Linked DNA regions of Sus scrofa: region 1 is linked to region 2. A link is a contact called in public HiChIP or PLAC-seq data. All regions are on one chromosome and are shown on one strand. The core of a region is the stretch at or near the end of the contact, and the rest is flanking DNA. Distances in the headings are between cores, read along the strand shown. Region 1 holds the start of NMNAT3 (nicotinamide/nicotinic acid mononucleotide adenylyltransferase 3). Region 2 holds the start of COPB2 (coatomer subunit beta').

What was found. HiChIP or PLAC-seq counts read pairs in DNA pulled down with a chosen protein or histone mark.
Region 1: a contact with region 2 is called in an H3K27ac HiChIP or PLAC-seq map of alveolar macrophages. The contact joins the promoter of NMNAT3 here to the promoter of COPB2 in region 2. A contact is called at or near these places in 1 of 47 Hi-C or Micro-C datasets (liver) and 1 of 2 datasets of contacts at active chromatin or transcription factors (alveolar macrophages).

What each region holds. Positions count from the first base shown.
Region 1 is chr13:80,555,222-80,558,421 of Sscrofa11.1, reverse strand. It overlaps NMNAT3 (nicotinamide/nicotinic acid mononucleotide adenylyltransferase 3), which reads left to right and starts at 1,614. Exons shown (of 4, transcript XM_021069536.1): 1 at 1,614-1,890.
Region 2 is chr13:80,263,344-80,266,115 of Sscrofa11.1, reverse strand. It overlaps COPB2 (coatomer subunit beta'), which reads left to right and starts at 1,324. Exons shown (of 23, transcript XM_021069531.1): 1 at 1,324-1,447. The coding sequence starts at 1,445.

The DNA.
Region 1 (3,200 bases), core at 365-2,864, 290 kb before region 2:
ATTGTCATGAGCTGTAGTGTAGGTCGCAGACATGGTTTGGATCCTGTGTTGCTGTGGCTGTGGCTGGTAGCTGTAGCTACAATTAGACCCCTAGCCTGGGAACCTCCACATGCCAGGGGTGTGGACCTAAAAAGCAAAATAAATAAATAATAAATAAATAAGGGGAAAAATTATCCTCTTACATATAGATATGAAGCCACTTAATCTTCCCTGAAGGGTTGTTACCTCCAATTTCAGAGAAGGATCCTGAGGCATCAGAGGTAAAGTGACTTTGCTCAAGGTCACCCAGTTGAGCCACGTCTCACAGAGTAAGGGAGTTACTCCTGATTCTCAGGAGCTGGACAAGGGAGGAAGGAGAATGAATAGGTGAGAAGGGAGGCAGAGCAGAAGAAGGGAAAGGACTGAACTCACCTGGGAGAGAAGGGGTGTCTGGAAGTGGTGGACACTGCTTCTTCAGTCTGAATAAGGAGGGATGGACCAGCCCCTTCACCTACACACTTACTAGGTACTATCTGTGTTCTGCCTTTGCTGATAAGTACAGACCCTCCTAAAAGTGGGGAGAGCATGCCTGTCCAGCCAGCCTATTGGGAGCACCTTGAGGATCTGGTGACCAGACAGGGGCCCAGAGCCAGCTTTACAAAACACTCTATACTAAGAATCCATCACGGATGCTACGAAAGCTGAGAGTTAGGTGTGCAGCGATCACAAGACTTTGGCATCACCCTTGATGTCTCTTTTTGCGCACCTCAGTTCATTCCGTCAGGAAATCCTACTGGCAGAAACATGCACCTTGACCTTCACTGCCCCTGGAAGGACTGGGAGTTATGGCGGGTTCTGGGTGAGCAGAGGAAGAGAAGCCACACTCAGGAAACAAATTCAGGATATAAATTACCTACAAAGATCTCAGAGGACATGGACCTGATTCCCCAAGGCCAAAGGATTTTGTTGTGATTGCTTTTCTCATTCTAAATAAATGTTCATTTGCAAGCCTTTGTTCTGTAGGGCTCTCTAAAACAGCCCTCATTCTCCCCTCCTCCCACAATTGTATAAGCTTCAAGTCCCAGAAAACCTTCATCCACTCCTTGTTTGGGGTCTCAGAGCTCGCCAGGGCAGGACTTGAGAACAGAGGTGTAAATTTGTCAGCAGAAGGGAGGCAGGGGCGCAGTGAGAGAGTAAATCCTCATCTAACATGGCAGAAAGTCAATAGATAAATCAAGAAACTGCTATGTAAGCTTATTTTTTAGCGACCAGGGGGTAACCACGAGAAGAATTCAACACAGGAACTGATGATATAAAGGACTGTATGTGCAGCGCAAGGGAGAGGGCCCTGTTGCTTTCATTATAAGAACATCTCGCTAATTTTATTTTGTAAAAAGTACTTATGCCTTGCTTTGAAATATTTTTAATTCGATATTTTAAAAAAAGTAAAAATAAGGAATAAAACAGAATATAAAACGTAGGAAAATAAAATGCAAACTCTCACAGGAAATAAAAACGCCAGTGGGGGGGGGCGGGCAGTGGGCGGGGCTTTTGAGCAAGGGGGCGGGGCACAGGTCCTGTTCTCCTCGGGGCCCGGCCCTGACGAGAAAGGAAAGCAAGGGGGCGCGGGTGGTTTCTCTCTGACTCCGCCCATCGCGGGGAGCCGGGATCGCGCAGGGTCAAGTTCACCTTAGACCCGCCCTCTCACCCCCAGCGCGGGGGCGGGGCGGGAAGGTCCCGGGCTCCTCCACCGTGAAGGGCGGTGCTTGCGGAGCCCTGCAACAGTCCCCGCCAGGCTACGTGCTGAGTCGCGGGCGGGCAGAGAGCCCTGGTTCTGCACGTCCGAGCCCACAGTTCCCTGTAGGCCTCCAAGGCACGCCGAGTGTCTCTGCGGAGCCCCGCAACGCGCAGGTAAGCGCAACCAGGGCCGCGCCTGTTGACCCCGCCTCTACCCTCGCGGGCGCCCGCGAAAACCTGGCCCGCTCCAAGACGACAGGTGGCGGCGGGACGCGGAGCCCCGTAGACAGTACGGGTCGGATGGACCCCAGAACGCCTTTTCTCTACCGCCGCGTGCAGCCCTTTTTCGGCTCAGCATTATCACCCTTGCCTTTGCACTGCGTGGTTCAAACAGATCCCACCTTAAGTTCTTGCGCACTCAGCAGTTATAAAAAAGTATCCACCAAATCCTGCGTACCCCTGGGCTCAGTACTGGGGATACAGTGGTAGGCCAACGAACAGTGGTGGCCACCCCTCTTGGAGCTTGCAGTCTGGTGGGAGAGACCCATAGCAAGTAGGTATTCTCCACACCTGAGTGTGAAAATTAAAACTGTGAAGATTGGAGTCACCTGTGCTGGGAGAACTTTTAGCCAGAGCTCCCATTTGTAAAGGATGTACTTCAGTTTGAAGAGCAGAGTTCCAAGGTGGAAAACCACAGAGCAAACACATTTTGCTGGGAGAGAGTGTGGCTTGTTTGAGGAAAGGCAGGTCAGTAGTGGCGGGTACAGAGAGCTAGGAGGAAAGCAGGTTTCTCAACTTCCTACTCTGTAAAGTGGCACTGTTCCTGCCCATTGGCAGTTGAGACCCTGAATGTCAATGACTTAGTTGTGTTCTGAGCGTTTGGTGAGTGAAGTAAAGATGAAGACCTCTGTTGATGGAGCAGGGCATAGATCTGGGCTGAACACAGTATTCTGCTGCTGGGCAAACTCACTTCCCCTCTCCTGCAGTCCTGTTGCCTCATCTGAGTCAAATCTCTCAAACAGCTGGGCCTCTAAAATGATGACTGCTTTAGCCATTCATTCTTGAAATATTTAACTGGTGCCCACTTCACACTGGCCTTGTCCTCCTGGAGCTCAGGTGGAGTGGGCCAGGTGAAGGACACTGACAGTACCAGCCTGGTGAACGTGGTGCTTTGGAGAGGGTTTGACGCCCTGGCCTTATCAGGGAAAGCCCCTCTGCTTCTGCCAGAGCCACGTTTACATTTCACAGGAAGCCTCACCTGTCACTGCCAGCTCCACGAGTCCCCTGGGAACATAAGGCTCACACTCCTCAGCTGAGCGTCCTTTCTCACTTTCATAGGTGGTGTCACCCTCCCCCCAAACTGGCCAGAAAACTCCCAAGAGGCAGCAGCTCTGCTGGTCCCTCACTCAGGACCACTAGGGTTTAGGAGAGGTTTTTAGGCTTCAGAAAGCACCTAGCTGGTGACAGCTTGGTGTGTTTTATTG
Region 2 (2,772 bases), core at 75-2,574:
CACAGTGGGAACTCCCATTTATACATTTATATGCACCAAGAGGGCAAGTGTTATTAGGCCTGTGGTGTTTAAAAAATTAAGTTGAAATAATTTATTTTTAAAAGGTGGAATGTAGGAAGGTGGTGGTAGGCAAATGCTCTAGCACTTAATTTTGTAACCCCTATGGTGCAGGTCCTTATTATAGTGTTCAACTACCTTAATGAAGATATACTTTGGTATAGTAGAAAGAGTACAAGACTTCCATACTAGTCCAGTATCAAATTCTGCCTCTACCATTTACTATGTGGCCTTGGCCTGGACACTTAAATTCTTTAAGCCTTAGTTTTCTCATCAGTAAAATGGACATAATTCAGATCTGATGCGAAAATTTAAGAGAAAAGGCTGTTTGGCATACAGCTGAATATCAATAACCAGTTTCTAAAAGAAAGAACAACACTGCAAAATAAAAGTTAAATTTTTACCAAAAAATGAAACAAAAGCATGGACAACGTGGTCGATGCTCAATAAAAGCAGGTCAAGCAGCGTCGGATACTCCCATCTCCTGGGGAGATCCAGAGCCTGAAGGCTCTTTTCTACCCTCCGAGGGGAAGCTCAGCCCGCAGTTCAGGCCACATCTTTCCAGCCTCAATCAGTGCACCAGTAGAGAATTCTCTGGGCTTTGTACTCAGGCTCACCAGGGCACAGCGGGCTGGAAGCCTCGCCTGCCTTTCTTTCTTCCCTCTAACTCCTTCAGAGGAGCCCTGACAGCGCTGCTCAGCCCCTGTGACAAAATTACACCAAGGGGCAGTTTCTCCAGCCATTAGTGTTTGGATTAAACATTCTGCTTTTTGCCATTTTTTTTTTCTTCTTTTTTTGTCACTTTTTTTTTAGGGCCGCACCTCCGGGTATATTTAAATCCCAGGTCAGGGGTCCAATAGGAGCTATAGCTGCCGGCCTACGCCACAGCCACGCGCGGTTCCACACACAATTCCAGCCCCGTCTGGTACCTACAAGACAGCTCACAGCAAACGCGGGATCCTTAACCACTGAGCGAGACCAGGGATCGAACCTGCATCCTCATGGATAGCAGTCGGGTTGTTTCCTCTAAGCCTGGAGGGGAATCCCCCCATCTTTTCTGTCTCTCGGTTTTCCGATTCTCATTCACCCTCAGCAGACCCAAACCACCGCGCAGAGTAGTAGAGGCCACACCCCAATTTGCTCCAGCGGCTCCAGGTCTGCCGGGGCAGTTTGGAGGCCACGTTGCCTAGGAAATTGGGGCGGGGCTTGGCAAACGTCAGCCCTGCGCCGGCTTTGCGCAGGCGCTCTGGCCCTGGCCTCTACTATCGCGAGAACTCCTCCCGGAAGTTCCACGTCAGTCCGTCGGCGGGTCAGTGGTAAGGTGGGTCTGTCTTGGGACTGCTTGCCGGTAGCAAGCGAGGACGCCCGGACTTGGACCGACGGAGCCATGGTAGGTCCAGGCCCTGCAGGAGGGAGCGGGACTCCTGCGGCCCAGGTCATTACCTGGAGCTCCTGGCCTGGGGACCACAGTCAGCAGCAGCAGTAGCCTGGGCTCCCGCTGCGGCCGCCGCCTCAGGCCTTGCGGGGCCCTGGTCCAGTTTGAATTCTGGGAGGGAGAAGGTGATGGGTGGTTTGGAGAGGTAATGGCTGGAATTGAGGGGTCCCTGATTCCGGTGGTTACGGCGTCGCCAGAGCTTCTGAACTCTGCAGCGGGGTCCGTGGTGTAGGGAAATAGCAGGAGACCGAAAATGTCGATTTCCTTAGAAGGCCTTGACAAAACTACTCATTCTGCCTTTAAAACGGTGATAGCTGATTTTGCACTCATGTTGGGCTTGTTCTGGTATAGTGTGTGCTGACTACAAACTACGAACTTAAACAGGCACGCTTCCATCCCACCCCAGTAAGTATATAGAGAATCAGAGGTGGAATTTAAAATTCCCAGCTTACGTTTTAAGGAGAAAAGACTTGGGGAATTGTATATAAAACTGGTTGGCATGCTTTTCTACATTTGCAAATGGAGTAGCTGGTAAGAATGGCTGTAATGACAGCATTTTTTATCACCTCCAAATATGCTCTAAAATGCTTTTGCACAAAAGTGTTATATTAAGAAGAAAAATAATACAATAGCGTGAGAATTCCTTTCCAAAAATATGTAAGAGAGTCAGTATTTTGTATTTAAACGTTTTCCTGCTTTTTTGCATTTGTTAGGAAGCACAGGTGCAAAGATTTTTGGAGGTTGAAGACCTTAGGGATTAAGAAGTCTAAGTTCCTCACCTTGCAGTTAAAGAAAGAAAAAAAAATTAAAGTTTGTTTAAGGCTAATTGATGCAGAGTTTTAACTACAACAGAGGTTGATTCCCTAGAGATAGTGGTAAACTTTATGGATACTTATAGAAGAAACATAGAGAAACACAGTGTTGCATAAAATTTCAGGAGGTTCACTCACAGGCACCCTCCATCCTCATCCCTGAACTTTCTGGGTCCCCAGAGCCCCTGAACAATACTCAATTTCACCACCTCATATTACCAGTGATCTGCTCTGGGGTGTGCTGTGCTTTTAGCAACAGACGGTTTTTGGAAACAGCCCTCACATCTGCCTATCTTAGTTTTCTTTTCCAATCTTTTTAAACACTTTTCCAAGTGTTTTTATAATGAAATAGTTAATTATCTAACACTTTTAAAATCTTTTATATAAGACACAAAATGTGAATTTATTTATTCACTTATGTAGTGTAGAATGTTTACTATGTGCCATGGATTTTGCTTAAACCTTTGC